Regions from separate parts of the Cricetulus griseus genome. Here region 2 is linked to region 1. A link is a contact called in public Hi-C data. All regions are on one chromosome and are shown on one strand. The core of a region is the stretch at or near the end of the contact, and the rest is flanking DNA. Distances in the headings are between cores, read along the strand shown.

What was found. Hi-C and Micro-C count contacts between places; a contact is called where the count stands out from the background.
Region 2: a Hi-C map of the CHO-K1 cell line shows a contact between it and region 1, with 2.4 times the contacts expected there. The contact joins the promoter of Depdc1b here to the promoter of Ercc8 in region 1. A contact is called at or near these places in 2 of 8 Hi-C or Micro-C datasets (the CHL-YN cell line and the CHO-K1 cell line).

The regions. Positions count from the first base shown.
Region 1 is chr2:326,233,773-326,237,767 of CriGri-PICRH-1.0, reverse strand. It overlaps Ercc8 (DNA excision repair protein ERCC-8), which reads right to left and starts at 1,966. Exons shown (of 11, transcript XM_027401507.1): 1 at 1,835-1,966. The coding sequence starts at 1,911. Ndufaf2 (NADH dehydrogenase [ubiquinone] 1 alpha subcomplex assembly factor 2) reads left to right here and starts at 2,079. Exons shown (of 4, transcript XM_027401512.2): 1 at 2,079-2,262. The coding sequence starts at 2,136.
Region 2 is chr2:326,385,800-326,390,345 of CriGri-PICRH-1.0, reverse strand. It overlaps Depdc1b (DEP domain-containing protein 1B), which reads right to left and starts at 2,556. Exons shown (of 11, transcript XM_027401501.2): 1 at 2,404-2,556. The coding sequence starts at 2,451.

The DNA.
Region 1 (3,995 bases), core at 717-3,216:
TAGCAAAGCTCTTCCTCTGCTGGAAGAGGTGGAGTATTATGAGGATTTGGTTGCTTGCAGCACGTGCTGCACACAGTGGGTGGGCAGGTGGGTGAGTCTCTGAACAAATCTGATTGGGAGAGGCACAGAACCTCCTTCATTGACCTGAGTATGCCTTTCTTTGTTGCTGTTCTGTTGGATTTCATGTTTAAACAGGGTCTCACTATGTAATGCTGGCTGGCCTGGAACTCTATGTAGATCAGGCTGGCCTCAGACAGAGATCCACCTCTTCTGCCTCCTGAATTAAAGGTGTGAGTCACTATGCCCAGTTCAGTCAACTTTCTAAACTGAAGCTGAATTGGGATTCAGTTCCAATTGATCCAAATCCATTTTCTCAATGAGTTTACCGCCAGGACGCATAACTTCCCGGATGGCTACAAATGCTAACATGGTTGCTGTCAACTCAGACCATCATCTACAAGGACTATGTGCACAAGGTAGGACATCTGCCCAGAACCACTTCTCAGTGTCCAGTGATACTTTAGAAGGCCTTGAACTGTCTTCCCCTGCTTAGGGACCTTTCTGTTACTGGCCCACAGTCTAAGACTTGGCTCCTCCAGGGTTGAACATAAAGCAGTAAAGGCTTGTGCCACATCGGTGGTCTCAATCCCAGCATAGCCACTACCATTTTATTATAAGCACAGAAGACAACTGGTGGGGAAAAGTGTTTGGGGCCACTGAAATAAAAGTTTTCAGCTTTTATTATGCTTTGAGAATAACACTTCACAGAGAAATGAAATCCATTTATAGGCAGACTAATCTGGGGGAACCTCTTATTTGTTTTGAACTCTTATTTTTTCTAGTGAAACAAAAATTTGGGTCATAGAATGTTGACAAAGACCTTTGGGCTTCCTTGGACCAAGGACATTTGGAAATCTAGACTTAAAATCCCAATTTTTCAGATCCTCTGTGGCTTACTTACTTAAATTATTATAAGATTAACCATTAACTACAAGGATAAAAAGAGCAATGTTGCTTTTTAAAAGTTTTTAGATGAAATTAAAAGTGAAGCAAGCAGTTCATTCATTTCCCAGTGTTACCTTTGCTGAACATAAGGAAGAAACTCAGAACTACTTGGAGAACCAGTCACATTACCAGAAAGATGGATACATACATACATACATACATACATACATACATTCATTCATTCATTCATTCATTCTTGCTGTCCCGGAGTGAAAAACTTCTGTGTATGTCTCCAAGAATGCAGAAGTGCCTTAAAAAAACTTAATCATTTCTGCACGAATTGATCAGCAGCTGACACAAACAACCCTGATCATGTTTAGAACTAATCAAAATGTGGTTCTAAAAAATGGTTGAATGTTAACTCATTTAGTTAATCCCAGCACTCCGGAGGCAGAGGCAGGATCTCTGAGTTCGAGGCCAGCTATTCTACAGAGCGAGTTCCAGGACAGCCTCCAAGCTACATAGTAACCCTGTCTCGAAAAACCAAACCAAAACAAAAAAAAATTTATGTAATTTTTGGAACGTATTATTCTAACTATAGAACACCAAAACGTAAAAATGAAGACAACCTCACTCCCTGAATGCCCATTCGCTCTTGGAGCGACAGTTACCTAACTCGACTCACTTCTACTTTCAACTTCATTCTTCAAGCAGACCGCAAGCTACAATAACCGTGGTCTGGGTTTAACCTTCATATTTTGCTCTACGCGCACTCGCGTGTCTTCCTGTCACCTGCCGACTTCATCTTCGACCAATGGTCCAGTCACCCGGACTCCCAGCACCAGAGTCTCACTTGGCACGTTACGGGGAAAGACAAGGCGAGCCTTACCTCCGTGTGGACTGCGCTCTCCGCAAGCGAAGAGGGTCTTCCAAACCCGATTGTCGAGCGGACAAAAAACTCAACATCTCGGTCCCACACACCAGCTGGAGGCCTGGGTGCCGCCATGACACAACTTGGACCGGGCTGTAACAACAGAGTCTTTCATTGGCCAATCCGTGATATGACGTGACCAACGGAGAGCGGCGTTACTGGGAGGTGCGAGAACGCGAGCCTGCGCGGTGGGCGGGCCCTCGTGTGGGCGGGGCCTCCCGGCCGGCGCCAGTCTAGAGACCTTGAGCTGCGCCACGGCATGGGCTGGTGGTGGAGTGTGCTGCGCTCCGTGTGGAGCGTTCTGTCGAAGGAGGTGAGGGAGCACGTGGGCACGGACCATCTGGGGAATAAATACTACTACATCCCCAAGTACAAGAACTGGAGAGGTGAGAGCGACGAGCGGCTGCGGGTCACTGCGCGTCCCGGGCGGGTGGCTCTGGGGCCGAGCCTGGGGTGTCCTACGTTCCCAGGGCTTGGTAGTTGCCTGGACCGAGTCCTCCAAGATCTGCCAGAGTTGTTTGGGGAGCTTTGGGAAAAGCTTTGCGTCAGCGTGATCAGTGCTCGGCTGTCATCAGAGTTTACCTTTTCCAGTGGTGCTGTGGCTGGGGCACTCGCCCTTATTGTCGCCATCCTTGCAAGGGCCAAGGATCCAGACACACCGATCTTTTCTAATTAGCAGTTCCCGTTTCCTTTCTAAGGAGTCTGAGCCCCCAAACCCTGTGCAGGTTGATCTCAGAATCGTATCTCTAAAGATGTTTTCAAGAAGTGGAGCGTGTTGTTTAGGGAGTTAACAGTGCTCTGTTTTAGCCGGCAGTGGTCGCACGCCTTTAATCTTGGCACTCCTGAGGGTGTGACAGGCATATCCCTAAGTTCGAGGCCAGCCTGGTGTACAAAGTGAGTTCAAGAAATCCTGTCTCGAAAAACAAAACAAGCAAAAAAGAATTGTTCCATTTTTTTGTTTGCTTTTGTTTTTTGACAGCATGTTACATAGCGGCTTTCACAATGTCTTCTAATTTTCTCTATTGCTCCAGTATAGAGTCTCAGATGTTTGGAAGAAGAAAGGAGTTGGGCTAGAACCACAGCTCTGACTGAGGTAGCTGAGGGACAAGTCATTTATTGTCACCTTGTCTCAGTGGTCTTACATGAAAGAGACAGTAATAGTGTCATTGCTGGGACACTTGAAGACCCATTCAACACCGTGTTTCATTCATTTCTCACACCTACTAATTTTGTTAAATGTTTATATAAAATTGTTTTCCTTAGCTTCTTATTTTTTTTAATTTTATGCATGCTGCCTTCATTTATGTATGCACTCTACATGCCATAGAGGTTAGAAGAGGACGTTTTCTGGAAAGAGTTAATGATGGTTGTTTAGCCACCATATGAGAGATGGGATTTGAACCTGGGTCTTGTAAGAGGAGCAATTACTCTTAACCTCTGAGCCATCTCTCCAGATCCTACCTAGCCCTTTTCTGTATACTACCTTGGTCTTTTTTTTTTCCCCATTGAGCAATTAAATATGCTGCCTCTGCAAATCAGCCAGACAACCGCTGATTTTATTTCTGTCATGATGGATTGACTGTTCTGCATTTCCTTTTTTTTCTTTTCTTTTTTTTTTTTTTTTTTTTTTTTTTTTTTTTTTTTTTTTTTTTTTTTTTTTGGTTTTTCAAGACAGGGTTTCTGTGTATTGTTTTAGAGGCTGTCCTGGAACTCACTCTGTAGACTGGGCTGTCCTCGAACTCACAGAGATCTGCCTGTCTCTGCCTGGGATTAAAGGGATTAAAGGCCTTCGCCACCAATGCCCATCTTGTTCTGCGTTTTCTACATGTTTATAAGTGAAAACATATAGCAACTCTTAATATTATTTAATTCTGGGTTCTTCAGTTAGGATAATTATTTGTAAATTCACCCTCCTGTGTACCAAAATTTTAACCCTATGCTAATGTTCGAATGTGTGGAATATGATGTAGTTTGTTTATGCATTCACCTGTTCACACATCATTGGATTATTCCCAGTTCAAGGTTGTCACAAATTAATTATTAACATCCATGTAGATAAGGCTCTGTATAGATATAATGCTTTCAGTTGTCTTTTTAAAAGGTCTACAAGGAGAATGAT
Region 2 (4,546 bases), core at 1,307-3,806, 150 kb before region 1:
CTTTCTTTCTTTCTCTTTCTTTTCTTTTCTTTTCTTTCTTTTTTCCCCAGCCTATTGGGGCCATTCTTTTACAAGCCACCCCATCAACATTTAAAGCAGGTCCAATTATTATATTTATTTTTTATCATATGGCAGGATAAGGACTTATCATACCAAGGTCCAATTTGTTTACAAGTATTGTGAATAAATTGTGTAGAGGATGAAACATGTTCTTTTTTACTACCCTAGAGGAAGATATAACAGTCAACCATTATCCAAAGTTTTAGTTACCCACAGTAACCAGTAATCTGAACAACAGAAAATTCCGAAACTTCACTGTGCCTGTTTTCAATTGCATGCAGCTCTGAGTGGCAGATTGAAATTGCTTCATCACACCAAAGAGGTGAATGATCTCAGTGTCCAGTGTATCCACACTGCATATGCCACTCACACACTGGCCACTTAGTCATGGTTAGGTTATCAGGCCAACTGATGAGGTATCACAGTGCATGTGTTCAAGTAATCTCTATTTTATGACCAATAGCTCCCAAGTATTATAGTGAACTTTATTAGAGTATTTAGCTGCTCCGTTTTGAAGTTATTGCTGTTAATTCCTCATTGTATTAATTTATAAACTATCATAGACATAGAAGGAAAAACACATATTATGTTTACTATATATAGGGTCTATCACTATCATAGTTTTAGGTGTTGCTATGAAGAGACACCATGACCATGACAATGACGACTCATGTAAAAAGCATTTAAATGGGGGCTTGTTTATCATTTCAGGAGTTTAGTCCATCATCATTATGAGGGGGAGCATGGCAGCAGGCAGGCAGGTGCTGGCGAAATAGCCAAGAGTAACATCCTGATCCACAGACTGAAAGACAGACTCTGGGCTTAGCATGGGCTTTTCAAACCTCAAAGCCCAATCCCAGTGGCCCACTTCCTCCAACAAGGCCACACTTCCAAGTCCTTGCAATCTTTTTGAACAGTTCCATTCCTGGTGAATAAGTATCCAAATATACGAGCCTATGAGGGCCATTCTTATTCAAACCACTGCTGTGGGGTTCTTGAAACACCCTCACTGATAAGACAGGGCTGCTCTAAGAGTTTGTGAAAGTCACTGAAAGGAACAACTTCTATCTTCCTGACCTCAGGCAGTTTAAATGCTGGAACCACTTCTGTAGAATCAGTTATGGAAACACCATTTCTAAGACTATCTTCCCCCCTCCCCCGTTATTACTGTTCATACCTCTTAGGAACTAGCTCTAAAGAAAACCTAAATGTATTATTTTAGGCTTACTAAAATAAATGGATCACTCTGGGTGTCCAGTAGATTGTACAGTGATTCCTTCCAATCCTCTTCACAGGCATCTTAGTAATGTGATGTTTTTCAGCCAAATGAAACAATACTGCACTCCCTAAAGTCTTAGGAGAAACTTCACAGGTGACAAGTGATCTTTTCTGTGAAGAAGATTCACAATCTATTATTATTATTCTCCAAGTGATCCATAAGTCTACAAAAAAAAAAAAACCCTAAAGAACAAGAAGACCGAAATCAGACTTCTCATCCAGAAGGTGTTTTGACTCCACAAAACACTAGAAATAAAGGAAACTACATCTCTAGAATATGAGTCTAATACAAGAGAGTTTGGATCCTCGTTCCCACCTTTCCCAGAATATTTCTTAAAGAGAGCATTGAGATTTGATTGCAAGGTACATGCACCTGAGAGTGGCACGCAGACTAAACTCAAAGGCCTCACCTGTGTCTATTCCGTTGTGCAAATCCTTGGAGGCAGAGGTCAGTAAAATTACTTCCTCCAAGATCAGCTTCCTCCAGATCAGCTAAGTCTCTGAATATCAAAATGTGTTTCCATGAGAAAAGGCCTCACCCTGGCGTATCTGCAGGGCTTGGAGACCAACTATCAGAGAGCTAAGGTGGGTGCTGACAAAAACTGAAACGCAGGGGGCAGGAACCTTTAGAGGAGCAATCCACCGGAGTACTGTGCACCGTTACAAAGAACACTCGTCAAGTGTCAACAGTGTCACTCAGGAAGGAGACACGCCCTTGTGTGGATCACCGCAACCCCCAAGTGCTACACGGGTAGGGTGGTCCTAGGGCTCCACCTAAGGTCAATCTTATCCCAGACTCTAGAAAGACAAAGGGGAACCCGATCGCCTGGTGTTCGCTTCCCGTTAAGGCCGAAAGCCCATAACATAGTCACCGCCCACAGATGAAGTTCATCCCACCTGGTGGGGCTGGTCCAGGCCTCCTCTGCCGGCTGCGGAGCAGGGTGAGGAGCCGCGACCCCAGCAGACGCTCGCCCACCGGCACCGGCAGACCCCAGCGGATGCGCACCGTCCGTGTCACGGCGGTGCTGGCGGCAAGGGGTCCGCCCGGCCCGCACTCTCACTCACCAACTTGGTGGCCCGGTACGGCCCGGGACCCACGATACGGTGCTCCATTCCCAAACCCACAGCAGTCGCCCGGCAACGCCGGCGCCGACTCGGAGCTCGCCGCGCCGCAGTTTGAATCACAAGCCTGGATGTTCCGGACGCTGATTGGAAAGTGCGAGGGCACGTGACAGGAACTGCCTGAGTGGGCGGGGCCGTGCGCGTCCTGAATTTATCTGCTCCGGGTTTCGCCTTCCCGGAGCTGGGCGGAAAAGATGCTTCTTCCTCGCCAGCGGGCGCTCGGACACTCGCGGACATGACTGATCGCTCAGGGTGTCGCCGGCTACCCCGACTTTCCCCGACGCGTGCCCACTCGGCACAGCAGCTCAGCAGCAGAGCCTAGTGAATCAAGTCAACCTGGAACCTGGTAGATAATCATTGTCAGCACCCAGGGCAGAGAATCTGGAGGTTAGCTAAGAGAGGAAGGACGTGGGTGGTGAAAGGAAGCAAGTTGACAGCTGTCCAAGTGGAGGAACTTTTAAAAGCCAGATAAAAGCAGTCCGCCATGAGGTGTCGTAGAGACTATCAGAGCGATAGCCCTCGTCGTCTTTTGTTCTGTTCTTTTGATAAAGTACAATAATCTTTTCCCTCCTTGAACTTTTTCCTATTTTGCAACTGACTGAAATTGTTTTTATTCCTTTGTTTATGGAGCTGATGAGTCTGTTTTGTGTGCACTGGATCACCTTCCCACCTCCAGCCCTTAGGAATTGTTGGTCCGACTTGCAGCTGTTCAAAGAGACAAATGACTTCACCAGTCTGTATACGATATCCCTTTAACTCAGTGATTCCAGGTCAGAATCTGTGTCTGGACACCTCAGTGAAGACCAGGACTAGAGACTGCTGAGCAACCACCTTGGTCGTGGAAACTGTTTTTTGCAATCCACAGTTGTTAATTCAGACGCTCGAAACTGGTGAAAAGTGCTGAGATTAAGAAGCACTGAGCATGGGATATTTATATGAACACCCCTTTCAGGGAACATGATAGAAGAGGGTGCAAAAAGAATGTAGGAGCTGAGGGATTGGGAGGAGTTCTGTGAAATGCTGTCTTCTGGACATGATATGGATGTTGCACTCAGGAACTCACAGCAAGTTTTATTACCTGTACAAAACCTGCACACGATGGAACCTGTCAACATTCCAGCAGGCCAGGGAGGGCCACTAGTGAGGAGGTTATTGGAAGTTAATGGGTGCTGAAAGATATCATCTATTTTCTTATAGTAAATAACCCACAACCATGCTCATGTAAGCAACCCTAATTAACTCAGTGAGTCATTGAAAAAAAAAAAAAAAAGCAGGATTTCAAAGTACAGCCTGGACATGCTCAGTTAGGAATTTATTTGCCGGCCTGAGATGAGATGGCTCAGCTAGTTTAGGCACTTGGCATTAAGACCAATGACCTGAGTTTGGCCCTGAGAGCCTACACGGTGGAAGCAAGGGACTGACACCCACAGGCTATGCTCTGACCTCCAGACAGGCTTTGATGACCTCCTCCCAAGAGCTGAGAATAAGCACTTGTGCCAATGTTTGACTCATAATCCTTATATATGTGAGACATTCCAGAGCTTTTTCAAATTACTGCTGTCCACATTTGACTAGATATGTAAATAGGAGAAACTCTATTTCATTGTTAAGGAAGCTAAGCTTCAGAGAAGCCAGAAAGCTTGCTTTGAATCCCATGTCTAATAATTAATAGAAGGTAGACCTCCATTTGTGCTTTCTATTACCAAAGCCTGTGTAGAGTTTGATTTCATTTGCTAACTTGGTTTGGATGGTTTTACTAATACCTTCAAAATTGAATTGAACAGTCAAAAATCTAATGTATATTTATACAAAGACATTTCAGGAACCTGTCATTAATAAACCCAAGTAATCTTTACCAGGCTTGAATTTTTTAAAAAGAAAATCATGCAGTTGAATAACTAAAAATAATCAAATCAATGTCTTTAATTGACTTTCAGCTCCCCCCATTATAATTTGGGTTGAACAGGGGTTACTGAATATATTATATATATTTAATCACATTATCACCTCTATAAGTGTAACTCCCAATTATGTCTAGATTAGATCATTGCATCCATTCCTACATCCTGAATATAACAATTTTAAT